Linked DNA regions of Mus musculus: regions 2 and 3 are each linked to region 1. A link is a contact called in public HiChIP or PLAC-seq data. All regions are on one chromosome and are shown on one strand. The core of a region is the stretch at or near the end of the contact, and the rest is flanking DNA. Distances in the headings are between cores, read along the strand shown.

What was found. HiChIP or PLAC-seq counts read pairs in DNA pulled down with a chosen protein or histone mark.
Region 2: a contact with region 1 is called in an H3K27ac HiChIP or PLAC-seq map of embryonic stem cells, with 8 read pairs. The contact joins two enhancer-like sites. A contact is called at or near these places in 1 of 15 datasets of contacts at CTCF or cohesin (the NIH/3T3 cell line), 12 of 484 Hi-C or Micro-C datasets (B cells, the G1E-ER4 cell line, bone marrow-derived macrophages and 7 more) and 14 of 115 datasets of contacts at active chromatin or transcription factors (bone marrow-derived macrophages, double positive thymocytes, embryonic forebrain and 7 more).
Region 3: an H3K27ac HiChIP or PLAC-seq map of embryonic stem cells shows a contact between it and region 1, with 5 read pairs. The contact joins two enhancer-like sites. A contact is called at or near these places in 6 of 115 datasets of contacts at active chromatin or transcription factors (embryonic hindbrain, embryonic midbrain, embryonic stem cells and 1 more).

What each region holds. Positions count from the first base shown.
Region 1 is chr1:36,086,566-36,091,083 of GRCm38.p6, reverse strand. The region is part of intron 1 of Hs6st1 (heparan sulfate 6-O-sulfotransferase 1); the gene reads right to left. Among named protein-coding and RNA genes, the nearest start is that of Hs6st1, 20 kb to the right of the region's middle. Within about 2 kb of position 2,638, at least 126 of the 459 cell types and tissues checked have an H3K27ac peak or open chromatin away from gene starts, as enhancers often do. A contact at or near this core is called in the G1E-ER4 cell line, embryonic stem cells and induced pluripotent stem cells, where this site is marked.
Region 2 is chr1:35,839,528-35,844,045 of GRCm38.p6, reverse strand. No RefSeq gene overlaps it. Among named protein-coding and RNA genes, the nearest start is that of 1110002O04Rik, 28 kb to the left of the region's middle. Within about 2 kb of position 2,290, at least 9 of the 459 cell types and tissues checked have an H3K27ac peak or open chromatin away from gene starts, as enhancers often do. A contact at or near this core is called in the G1E-ER4 cell line, embryonic stem cells and induced pluripotent stem cells, where this site is marked.
Region 3 is chr1:35,876,260-35,880,777 of GRCm38.p6, reverse strand. 1110002O04Rik (a long non-coding RNA gene) reads right to left here. Exons shown (of 4, transcript XR_373312.4): 2 at 806-1,069; 3 at 1-96. Among named protein-coding and RNA genes, the nearest start is that of 1110002O04Rik, 8.6 kb to the right of the region's middle. Within about 2 kb of position 2,162, at least 73 of the 459 cell types and tissues checked have an H3K27ac peak or open chromatin away from gene starts, as enhancers often do. A contact at or near this core is called in embryonic stem cells, where this site is marked.

The DNA.
Region 1 (4,518 bases), core at 1,389-3,888:
GGCAGCAGCAAGCCCTACTACAAGGTGGACAACTTCACTCCCAACAGTTCTTGCCTTGAGTCCTAGTGGCTAAGCTGTGTATGTGTTCACAGAGACTGTGTCCTAGAGGCTGGAGGTGATAGTGGGCGGGCAGTGGCCTTCTTACCCATGATCTCCTCCTTGTACTGGCCTGGCCTCCTGGGCACCAGCGAGCTCAGCACTGCGTCAGTCAGGGCCCAGTTCAACACCCTCAGGGAGGCTCTGGCTGTGACATGGGGCCTTGGGGCCTCCAGGGGCCAGTGCCCTGCCTGGAGGAGGAGTGCTATATGCCCTGCCTATAGTATATGCCCTGCCTATAGGGTGTTTATTCATGGATATGTAATATGTATGTGTGTGTCAGGGGGCAGTCAGTTCTCTCCTTTCACCACATGGGTCCCAGGGACCAGGTTTAAACCATCAGGCTTTCTAGCCAGCACTATTACCCGGTGAGCCATCTCACTAGCCCATGGCAGGGTGTTTAAGGACATGTATACAAGCAAGGCTGGGCCTCTCCAATCCTCTGCTTCTGTGGGAGAGCTGGAGATAGACAAGGGACAGGGCCGGCCTTGCAGCTTGGCTGAGTGCCCATGGTTACTTCTGCCTGAGGACATACTTAGTTGGCTTCTAAGGTGTTCTTAGTCCTCCTCCCCTTTCTCACTCTGGCCTGGGCAGTACCACACAAAGTCCTTTCCCCAGTTCCTAAATCCCAGGAAGGGTGTTGAAGGCAGTGTAGCCTAGAAGGCCTTAAAGTACTTTGAGAAGTCAGGCTTACAATAAGGTAGGGCAGTCCCCACAAGGAAGGGGTTAACAGGGAACAGCTAGAACAGGGAAGTGGGAGGTAGGGCAAGCACAATAGGGACTTAGCCCAGCCAGCGCCCCAGGCCCTCCTACTGAACTAGGACAGGCCAAGGGGAGCCAGAGAATCATCCAGGCTGGCCTGGACAGGCACAGGCTTGGCTGGCTCTAGACCCCCACGGCTTTGACCTGCTCTGGCTGGGAGCAGCGAGGCTTCTGAAATGTCAGGAACGCTCTAAGCTTCTGGCTCATCTGTCCTCTGGATACTTCTGTCAGGCGTGGGCACAACCACACCCGCCAGGGTCGAGAAGCCAGGGACCACACTTCTTGGGAGTAGCTGTGAGAGTTCACTTTGGGTAGGATGCTGGGGCCCTCAACGGCTCGGGGAGGCTAAGAGTTGAATGGGTAGATTGAGACACACAGTTGTTTTCATATGCAACAGCAGCAAATGGGGCCTAGCTATTCCATCAGGTATGGGGGAGGGAAGTGGGGGGAGGGACTAGACCCCAGACTGGGATGCAAAGGGCTAAAGGCTCAGCCCCTGACATGGGGGGAGTGACTCAGAAGGGCAGTGGGAGGAGCATGTGGTGTGGTGTCAGCTGACCGGGCTCCCAGTGGAAACAAGACTTGACTCAGGAGAAGCCTGAGAGAGGAGGTGACACTGTGGGCAGCTTGCAGCTGGGAGTTGTGACCTGGCCCTTCATCTATCCCTGTCACTACTGCTCCTCCTGTGATGGGGGACATACCCAGCTACAGTGTTCCCATGCTTCCTGGTAGTAAGGAGGTGGAAGGCAGAGAGGCTGAGCTGTGTGTGCACCCTACATTGTGAGACCTGAGTCCCTGGGCTAAGCAGAGATGCATGAGATCTGGAGATGGGGGGAATCTGCTCACGGAGCAGGGCACCACAAGTCCCGGATTGCAGAATGTGAGGCACCCAGTGCCCATCTCACGCAGCAAGAGCACAGAGCTGCAGCTCAGGGTTCCCGTGCCATGCTGTAGCCATATGGCCCCACTATGTCTGCCACTGGCTTTGTCTTCTTATGCTTCAGGGCGGAGGCCTGTCCCTGCAGTCCTCAGATCTGTCTCAAGTGCAAAGGGTGCCTCTGGGAACACACAGACCCTTTTGCACCCTGGATTGGGTATAGGTGACACTGAGGTCACTTGGCCCTTTTCGGAGAGGACGCCTCAACCTTGGCCCTGCCGGCCCTCCGGGGCTCTGGAAGGCAGGTCCCAGCTCTGCCACTGGGCCATCACTAAAGCTCATGTCATTTTTCATTTTAACTAAATCTATACGGCTATTATGGTGTGCATTTGTGTATGGTGTGTGTGTGCATGTCATGGTGCCTGTATAGAGGGCAAAGGGCAACTCTGTGGAGCTCTTCTCTCTCCCCTGCCTGCACAGCGAGCATATTTGCAAATGTCCTCCCCCCAATCCCTGCTTCTCTCTCTTCTTTAAAAAGAAGGGCCCTACAGATCACTCTCACCCAGGGGAGCACCTGGAGTCTTTGGTGCAGCTGCAGCCGCACCCCTCTGTACAGCCTCCACGGGGGCCCACCCCAGCACTGCAGACACACACCACAGCACACACCTCACCATGCTACTCTGAAGCCAGCACAGGCTACACACGCCAGGGCCCCACCCCACACCTGTCTTAGAAGGGAGCACTGCTCTTTGCCAGGGCCTGCTTCAGGGTCCTGCACACACCAGGCCTAGCTGTGCTGTTTTTCTTTCCTGCTTTGTTTCTCTACTAGTCTGGCCCCATGGGGCCTGGGCAGAATGAGGCCTCATCTAAGCCTCTGAGGTGAGGCTTGGCATGAAGCCTACTGGCCAACCATCCCAAAGCCACTCCCTAGAGCCGAGAGCAAATTACTGGCAGGGACTGTCTTCAGCAAGCACTGGGTGAGTGGGGAGTGGGCGTGGGGGAGGGAAGCCCTGGGTGGTCAGAGCGGCAGAGAAAGAGCTGGAGAACAGAAACTGGGAGAGCTGCACCCCAAGGTTCATGTCTTCTAAGGTCTCAGCCTCTGGGTGTGTGCAGAAAGACCAGAGCAGCCCAAAGCAGGCACCAGTTAAGTGTCAGATTCCCTTCCCTGACATATACCCTGTTTGTATTGGGACCAGCCTTGGCCTGACACTTTAAAGGAAACAAGAACTAACTAGCCAACACAAAGACACAGACAGACGCACGCACACGCGCGCATACACACACACACACACACACACACACACACACACACACACACATACACACACACACACACACACACACACACACACACCACACGGGAGTGGCCTGCTGTTGAGTGTGTAAAGGGCTCTGTACTGACTCCTGACTGCCCTGGAACTGCTGTGAGCGGTGCAGTTGGCTGGGTTAGAGACCCTGTGGTATCCGGGTCAGCAGCCCAGGACTCAGAAGCCTCTCCAGCCCTTGGCCACCCTGCACGGGGCTCCCTGATAAACCAGGTCTCTAAGGCTTTGGAGATGACAAGCAAGACAAAGACATGAGGGTGGGCTCAGGCCACCAGTATGAGAAGTTAAGCCCTCTGCGTGCCCGTGAATTGGCTTGTGGGACTGTTAAGAGCCAGGTAGGGAGAGGGGAAGCTGCCGGGAAAGGGCTCTGGGGCATCAGAAACAAAACAAGGACACCCACTTGCCCACTCCAGTCGACATAATCCCAGAAATAGGCAAGAAAAGGAAATAAAAGCCATACAAACAAGAAGAGACAAGTCAAGTTATGTCTGCAGAGGAACTGTTTTATATACAGAAGCCCCCAAACAACGGGAGCGGAGAGAGAACTACAACCGACGGACTCGGCAATGTCGTAGGATATAAATTTAAAAGTCGGTTTTACATACAAGCAATAAACAACCTGAGGAGGAAATGAACAAAGTGACGACGTTTACAGCCGCGTCAAGAGTAAGCGTAACCAAGGAGCTGGAAGATTTGTATACCGAGAGCTGTAGTCCACGAGAGACAGACAGACGTGAAGACTGGCACGGACAGAAGCAGCAGCTAGTGCTGAGGGACTAGAAAACCTAACCAGATCTACGGATCGGATCGGCAGAGGTTTATACCGCTCGTAACTACAAACTGCTTTCTGTGTATGTGGAGCTCATCTGAGTCTCATGGAAGACATCTCAAATAACCACAGTATGTCATAAAGAGCAAAGTTAAAGGACGTATGTGCCAAAACTTAACTAGAAAACGGTGGTAATCAAAACCCTGTGATACTGGCACAGAGATAGACAGACACACACACTCACTCACACACACAAACTGTACCCCCCCCCCCAACAATGATTTAACAAAAGATGTTAAGGCCATTCTTAGGGAAAGAGATGGAGACCTAGGCAACCATTTCCTACAGAATAAATCTGAAGTTTGCCTGCGACGTTTTTGAATAGGAACGGCCCCCATAGACTCATGTGTTTAAATGCTTGGCCCATAGTAGGTGGCACTATTAGAAAGTGTGGCCTTGTTGGAGGAAGTGTGCCACTGTGGATGCTGGCTTTGAGGCCTAGTGGGGGAGTTTCCTCCTGTCACTTGTGGATAAAATGTAGAACTCTCAGCTCCTTCTTCAGCACCATGTCTGCCTGCGTGCTGCCATGTTTCCCGCCATTATGATAATAAACTAACTCTCTCAAACTATAAGCCAGTCCCAGTTAGAGGTGCTGTGGTCATGGTGTCTCTTCACAGATGTAGAAACCC
Region 2 (4,518 bases), core at 1,041-3,540, 250 kb after region 1:
GGTAGAGGGGGTGGGGTGTGGTGTGGCATCACCTGGCTTGACTCAGTAGCTCCTGCAGATTTTTAAACGTATGGCCCCTTCTTATTTTAATGAGGGCAGGCAACATTTATAATCACTAGTACCTAGGAAAATTGTTTTTCAGGTTAAAAGGAGGAAGAGCCCAGGTATGAGATACTTGTGAGTCATTCCGTTGCTGGGATACCATACAGGCCAGACTGTCTCCTTGAGCTCCCACTGAACAGTAGGCATGCACTTCCCACCAGCCATAGAGTTGCACTAATGAGCCAAGTCTGTGTTGTCTCCAAGCTGGCTCGATGCAGATGTGAATTTCAGGGTGAGTTCTCTGAAGACACCCACACAGGAATATCTGTCCCCTGAGGCAATAAGAAAGAAGCCTCCCAGACTCATCCAAGCCCACTGAATGTGTGTGACTTATCAGAGTCCATTTGTCTTTTTACATAGAAGCTGACCGTCCTAACTTGGGTCCTTACGCTTACACAGCGGTAAGCCATTTCGAGTGAGACATTTTGCAGCCCTTCACCATCTCTTGTGGCTGTGCACATGTGATGGCTAATCTCGGTTGTCAACTTGACCACATCTGGAATCAACTAAAACCCAAGCAGCTGGGCATGCCCACGAGGAATTTTCTTGATTGGATAATTTGATATGGGAAGGCCCACCCTAAACCTGGACTACACTTTCTGGTTGACAGTCCACATGAAAGCACACAGAAGAAAGAAGAGTTTGCTCTTAGCCTTCATGGGCAAGGTCTATCCTGCTGCTGGGATACTCTTTCCTGGTGTTAGAACCTGCTTCTTAGGGGTTCCAGTGTAGACTGAAGACTGGCAGTCATCTAGGAATCTTCCAGGACTCCAGCATCAGCTTGCAACTGCTGAGACACTCAGGCTCATGGACCAAACAACTACCAGATGTTTGGTCCCTGTCCATCTGGAGACAGCCACTGTTGGGATACTTCATCCATAGCCTGTAAGCCACCTTAATAAATCCCCCTTTAGTAAGTACAAATGTATGAATGTTTGTATGCATTCTATCATCTCTGCCCCTTTAGAGAACCTTAGCACAGTCTATATGGAGACCTGAGCAATCTTATCAGGAGATGTACACCTTGCGTTTTGAGATAGGTTCTCTGCTTGGCCTGGCGCTCACTGATTGGGCTAGGCTAGGTGGCCAGTGAGTTCTAGGGATCTGCCTGTCTCTCCCCCACACCCCAACTCCACATCACTGACATCACATGTATGTGTACAGACACAGCGCCAGACTCTTCTTTTTTTTTTTAATGTGGGCCCTGGGGACTGAAGTCAGATTCATAGCCGTGTACAGGATATACTTCATCTGCTGAAATCCTTCTCTATATTTCTATGTCCCTTTGAAAGGAAGCTGCTAGCCCTTAGTCTCTGATCACTATGACTAATGACATTTCCTTAAGAAGAAACTTCTCTTCCACTTTCTTAAATTTCAAGCACTGTCCTTGTCTGGACAGGCAAGAAGTCCAATACATGCCCATAGCTCACCAGGAGGACCAACCCTGGCCCACAGAGATGATCTTTGCATCCCTGACCCACCAAAGATGATCCCTTGTGTCTCTCCAGCATCTTGCTTTTCTTTTTGTTTCTAGGGTCAAGGTCACAAGATTTAAGTCTCGCTCACAGTTGATGAACTTGTTTCACAGTTGTTTTATTCATCTTTACTTCTTGAGACCTCAGTTTGCCCATGTATAACATGCTGTCCTGTCCCTGCTTGTTCTCATAATGGAGGCCAGGATCCTGTGAGGTCTCTCTGAATTGTCTGGGTATGGCTAGGTTATGATGAATGACCATTCTTTGGTGGTCTCAGTTTTCTCCACCCAAACATTGGGATAATAAAAGCAGATCCCTCAGGGGTGATGTGAGGATTCTGGGCACCCAGAATTAGGCTCTCTTTCCCCATCAAGAACTCAGCCTGTGACAGGCGCAGGTGACTCAAATCTCCCCATGACACTCAGGGTCACTCCAAGTCAGGAGTTTGTTTTGCTTATTCAAGTATGGCTAACTCTCCCCTAGAATACACAAGCATCCAGTAAATACTCTCTCATGCATAGTACTGGAGGCAAAAGCCGATTGGGTAAAAACAGATCATTCTTGGTGCTCTGCCCTTGGGCGTGTGTATTTACATAACATTTGTGTATTAACATAATGCAAGGACTTCTGTCCCACTAGGTGAGCTCTCCACACCCCACCCCTTAGCTATTCTGGAAGGCCACTATGTGGTAGTTACTCCACTGTTTGGGAAACCTCTCCCTCTTCCCCTGTTGCACCTCCCCTAGTCACTCTGTCAGCATGGAAGAGAACAGGGCTACAAGCCTGTTTGGGAAGAAAGCCCCACACCAGCTCACTGGACTGTCTCAACAGCCTGGTTCTCCTGTGGCTCCACCAACTCTTCCTAAGCTACTCTGTTAGGGTCCAGGGATGCTCTGTGAGTGTGAAACATGGACACCCCACTCCTGGTAGGAAACGTGACCTACAGTGGTGCTCTCATGAGCTTATGCCAGGAAGTTGGTGGTACTCGACCTAGATCACAGGAACACAGCTTTTCCCTCCTGGAGGTTTAGCAGTGGCACCTTATTTTGGACCTTCTGACACTCCTATACCCATGGGACCATGCCACCCCAACTTCTGCATACCTCCATTGTTGTATTCTTCTGACACCTTTTTTTTTGGTAGGGACCCTGTGATCACATGCAGAAACCCTAGTTCTCTCCTCTTACCAGCATGACTTTACACTCATCTGCAAAACCAGTTCATCACTGACATTTTTTTTTTTTAATATTCCCAGGCTCAAGTTGAATTTGTCTCCTTTGTGGTAGTACTGGGAAGTAAGAACCTTGAGGAGTGGTGATTATATCTTGGGGCATCTCCTAAGCACCGTGATGTTCTCATAAGAATGAGTTAGTTATGGTGGATCTAGTTATTGCAATGCAAGCCTGCCCCTCCTGCTTTGCTGCTTCTGTGGGTGCCTGCCTCACATGCCTATTGTAGGAGCCCACTGCATATGCTTAATGTGTAAGCACACTGCACATGCCTACTGTTCAGGCCTACTACGCATGCCCACTGTGCATGCCTACTGCACTTCTTTCTTCCTTAGTGACCTTGATCATATTCTTCAACTTCCAGACCTTGGAGCCAAGGTAAGCCTCTATGCTGTAAATCTTTCTGAGTTCAGGAACCCTGTGTGTATGAGCTTCTGTTTAGAGAACCCAGAAATTAGGACTTACTATGGCAGGGTTGTTTTATTCATCTGTCACGAGGACTCTGTAGTTTTCAAAATGCACCCATAGAAAGACAGAAGTACAGAGGGAGCTGGGAGCTGGGAGCTGGGAGCTGGGAGCTGGGAGCTGGGAGCTGGGAGCTGGGAGCTGGGAGCTGGGAGCTGGGAGCTGGGAGCTGGGAGCTGGGAGCTGGGAGCTGGGAGCTGGGAGCTGGGAGCTGGGAGCTGGGAGCTGGGAGCTGGGAGCTGGGAGCTGGGAGCTGGGAGTTAGGAGTTGGTTCAGTGGGTTAAGAGCACTTGCATAGCAAAAGAAGCACCTGAATTAAAATCCAGCCCCAACTTAAAAAAAATCACACATAGCTGCACGTTCCTTGTATTACACTTTAAAATAAAGTTTGTTGTGATAAAACACACTCGAACCAAAGAAGCTTGAAGAAGGGCTTATTTTTGTCCATAGTCCACCTTAATGGAGAAATCAAGACATCAGCACCTTGAAGTGGCTGGTAACATTATATATACAGTTAAAAGAAGGAGAAAAAAATGAATGGCCTCTACTCAATTCCATCTTCCATTTAGACACTTTAAGATCCCAGTCAGGGAATGGTGTCATTCAATCACAGTGGGCAGACGTTCCCACACGAAAGTAATCAAGATAATCTCTCATAGGCATGCTCAGAGGCTCATATCCTGGCTGAAGCCAGATTTTTGTCAAGCTGACAATTAAACACTAACCATCCCTTGCCTGTGACCCCACTGTTCAGTGGTAGACATGGGGAGATCCCATTATCTCGATGGCTAGTCAGCCTAGCCAAAATGGCCAGCTTCCAGTTCAGTTAGAGACCCTGTCACAAGGTATTAAGGCAGGGAGGGATGGAGGAAGACACTTGGTGTCCTTCTTTGGTTTCTGCATGTGGTCATATGACATATACATTCATGCGTACACACTAACTGCCCCACCCCCACCCCCCACATGCTGACCTCTCCTCCCATAAAATAGTCAGCATAGAGGGAGTGGACACTGGAATTTATATAGGCATGCTGGAAACATGGCTGTTTTCTAGCTGCTTTTTCTAGACTGAAGCGCCCCCTCCTGGACGGAGGAAAGAGGCTCATCAAAGGTAAGACACACTGAGGAAAAGCACAGGGCTCCGGAAGGTCAGAAAGTCAAGAGACTCAGAAGTGCCCCCTTCAGGCTTATAAAGGCAGTCAAGAATTGCTAGAGAAGGAGACTCTCCAGGAGAGTTGCCTGCAAGT
Region 3 (4,518 bases), core at 913-3,412, 210 kb after region 1:
TCAGGGTCCAGTGCTCAGCACTTCTGGTGCACCCAGGTGGGCAGTCTACTCTCTGGAGGCGTGGCCTGCAGTCCCAGGCTCCACTCACACCCATGCCTGTGGGTAGAAAGTAAAGGACAATCCACATAAAACCTTGTAAATGATGGAGACAGGATATCACCATCTCCTGTGATACAGCTCCTATATACATCTCCATCATTTACAAGCTATCTGATATGAGATTTGCAGTCCTAGAAGACATCAGGCTTCTGGAGAAAGACTTCAAGTTTCTGGTGGTGTGTGTGTGTGTATGTGTGTGTGTGTGTGTGTGTGTGTGTGTGTGTGAGAGAGAGAGAGAGAGAGAGAGAGAGAGAGAGAGAGAGAGAGAGAGAGAGGTGGTGGTAGTTTTAATAGGAATGGCCCCCATAGGTTAATTTATTTGAATGTTTGGTCATTAGGAAATGGTGCTAATGAGATTAGAAGCCTTGGCCTTATTGGAGGAATCATGTCACTGTAGGGCGGGTTATGGGGTTTCAAAAGCCTACACCAGTCCCAGAGTCTCTCTTCTTGCAGATCTGGATGTAGAACTCTCAGCTCCCTCTCTCACATCATGTCTGTTTGCTTGCCACCAGGCTGATGATGGACCAAACCTCTGAAACTGTAATCTAGTCCCAATGAAATGCTTCCCTCAGTGAGAGTTGCCATGATCATGGTGTCTCTTCACAGCAATAGAACACTGACTAAGACAGGGTGGCTGGACTCACAGCTGTCACGGATCCCTGCTGGAATGGAAAGGCCCCTCCCAGCCATGGTTTTCCCCACTTACAGAATGGAGATGGTGTCACAATCTGCAGAGTTGCAGGTCACAGGGCTGATAGTCAATTGTCATCGGTATCAATCTGCAGCCGGTGAACTATTCCGCAGCAGCTGCTGCTGTCTGAGCTTAGCTTCCCTGTCTGTAAAACGCGAGCACAGACCTAGCAGGCTGGGAGTGGGTTGACTCGCAGCTAAAGTGGAGCCTATGATCTCAGCCTCGGATGTCAACATTGGCAGGCTTCTCTGTACTCATGGAGAGAATATGTAGAGGCTCCTGCCAAGAAGGGGGAAAAATTGGATTTGCCCACATGCACCCGGCCCACTGATCTGTCTTCAGAGACAGAATGAGGAAACTACCTCTTTGATCCAACACTATTTTTATCTGCCTCTGAACAGTGCTAATGCTGCATTAAGTGTGCTGTGTGGAGAGGGGCCATCATCAGGCTGAAATGAGGGCGATCATTGTCCTGGTCCTATAAATGGCATATCTTGTCTTTGTGGATGGTGCTGGTGGGGGTCCAGATTTAGGCCACCTGCTGATGGATCTGAGCAACGGCATCCCTGCTCATGTGCCACAGGCACTGTCCAGTTGGGGAAGGAGGCTATGATGGTTTGTGTTAGCTGTCAGCCTGACATAGTCTACAATCACCTGGGAGATGGGCCTCTGAGAACAACTATGAAGGAGTATCTTATACTCATTGCTGAGAGAAGACCCCCTCACTGAGAGTGGAACCATCTCTCTGGGTTGGGTATAAAGAACTATATAAAAATGGAGATTATGAGCTGAGCTGTAGCATTCATTCATTCATTCATTCACTCACTCACTCACTTGTTGCTCTCAGTTCTTGACTGTGGGGGTGACTTGACCAGTAGATTCAAGTTCCTCCCACCTTGAATTCTCAACTGTGGTGGACTTGATTGATTGGGTTATTTTTTACCCTTTGAAACTAAGGCAGAGGCAGGGATGTCTATGGAGGAGGAAGGCCTGGTGGGTATCTGAGCTCTCTAAGGTCTCTTCTCTACTCTCCTGTCCCTAGCTTGGTGACAGGCTTTTCATGCATGCTTGTCACTCCATTATATCTTTTGCCATCAGGATCTGTTTGGGGAAAGGCTGCTGGGCCCCTGCTTATCCAGAGACTTGTGTATTTGTGGGCCACCTGTTTTGGAAAGGGAACAAACAGAAGGGTAGCTGTGTACTGGGCCTTGTGATCAAGGATAAGTACATGGAGAAAAGTGGGAATACATGGCTGTCACTCAAGCTGTGTGCCATTCTGCCAAGTGTGGCAGCTCTCCAGACAGAGATGGCTTAGGATCGAGTGTGACGAGACTGACTGGGTCACAGAGTGCCTGCACACATTAGGCGTGTCTGAGTGGGTGACCCGCCTTTGAACCAGGGAGTTGGACAGAGCAACTGAGTTCTCAGTGTGGGTGGACCTCATCCAATCAGCCAAAGGTCTCAAGAGAATGGAGTCTGAACAATGGGACATGGCCTGACTGCCTTGGCCCAACACTGGTCTTCTTGACTGGACTCAGATGCTAGTTTTCCTGGGTCTTGAGCCCACTGCCTTTGTGCTGGAGAGACAGTGTTGTCTCTCTCTGTTCTTATACATTTAGACAAGGATAGAATTCACACCAGCTGCTGTCCTGGTTCTCCAGCTTGCCAGTTGTTGTGGATAGCCCTGGGGCTAATTATATTTGATGTTAAATCTGTTCTCCTGTGAGGGGTTTCGAACAAGGAATGAGTCAGCACTCAGGTGATTTCCTGTAAACCTGCTTCCCACCTTAATTTGTAAAATAAAGGAAAGCTGATGATTGGGCAGATAAAAGAGAAGGTGGAGCAGAAGGGGAGAAAGAAGGAGAAAATGGAAGAGGGAGAGAGGATGCAGAGGAGGAGGGGGAAGAAGAAGAAAGAAGAAGGAGAAGAAGACGAAGAAGAAGAAGAAGAAGAAGAAGAAGAAGAAGAAGAAGAAGAAGAAGAAGAAGAAGAAGAAGAAGAAGAAGAAGATTCATCCATGACCAAAAGTGGCTTGGGGGAGGGAAGGATTTATTTGGCTTAAAGATCATGAGTCACAGTCCATTGAGGGAAGCCAAGGCAGGAACTCAGAACAAGAATCTGGAGGCAGGAGCTGATGCAGAGGTCGTGGAGAGGTGCTACTTACTGGCTTGTTCCCCATAACTCACTCAGCCTGTTTTCTTATAGAACCCAGAACCATCATTGGAGAGATGACCCCACCCACAGTAGACTGGACCCATAATTTAAAAATTGAGCTACAGGTTTGCCTACAGCCAGATCTTAGGGAGTCATTTTCTCAGTTGAGATTCTTTTTTTCTCAGATGACTCCAGCGTGTGCCAAGCTGACATAAAACTAGCCATCAGATGAGCCATTCTACCATTCCTGAACTGGGTCTTGAAAGAGGGCTTGGCACACTATGGAATATAGAAACACTCTTGTAGGGATAAGACAACAGCTTTCACTATCCCGAGGGGCCATATTTTGATCAGGGAAGGAGACAAAAAGGATGTGGGTAGAGCCTAAGAGGGAGGTAGGTGTGGTGCTCTAAGCTGGACAGATGTCTGTCTGATGTCTTAGCTGGACAGGGCTGTTGACAATGCAGTGGGTTGTGTGGTGTGTGTGTGTGTGTGTGTGTGTGTGTGCATGTGTATTGGGAAAGAGGCAAGCAAACATGCTTCACCATTCTTGAGGAGAGGACAGACTGAACATTGAATGGAATAGTTTTTACTTGGTTACAGATGTTTATATTCTACAGTTTTTTCCCCTCTAAGGCTAAGACAGTTCACTTTGTCAAGTTCTTATATAAAAACCAAAGAGGGGCTGGGAATACAGCTCGGTTACTACAATGTTTGTCTAGCATGCATGAAGCCAAGAGTTAGATTCCCAACTCACCAAAAGTTTATACAATTTATAAGATTTTCTTCTTCTAACTACTATGCTTGTGCCACCTTATGCCAGTGGGGTTATACCACAGGGCACACACGTGCATAAGCATACGCATTGTGAAGATAACATGAAAAAATTATCAGTGTATCTAGGCATGTTGGTACACTTGTGCAATCCCAGAACTCAAGAGATTGAAACTGATAGTAAGTTCTAACTAGCCCAGGCTACCCTATTAGAGATCTTCCTGTATCAAAAACAAACAAACAAACAAAACCAAACACTGGGGTGGAATGTGTAGATCAGCAACAGATTACTTTCCCATTATGTTCAGGACCCAGGTCCAATCCCTAGAATAGAAAAAAAATATATATATGCACATATGTATATACATATATATATATGTATATATACACACATGTGTATATATACATATATATATATATATGTTCTATCTACTTATCTATGTACCTATCTATCTAATATATCAGAGCTTTTCATCATAAGTAACAAGAAAAACAGAGCTGGGGTGCACATTTGCAATCCTAGTACTGGAGAGACAAAGACAGGCAGATCCCTGGGACTCAGTGGTCAGTCACCCTTCTCCATTTAGTGAGTTGTAGGGCAGTGGAAGATTCTGTATTGGGAACAGAGAGCCATATGGGCCAGTTTATGGATAACCAGAATGGACCAAGATGGATAACACCAGATACCCAGGGGGCTATGAGACACACACACACACTCACACACACGTTGTTACCATATTCTGGGGAACTCAAAAGGAAATAGTTCTGTAAGCTATAAACGACTCTAACTTGTAGATGTC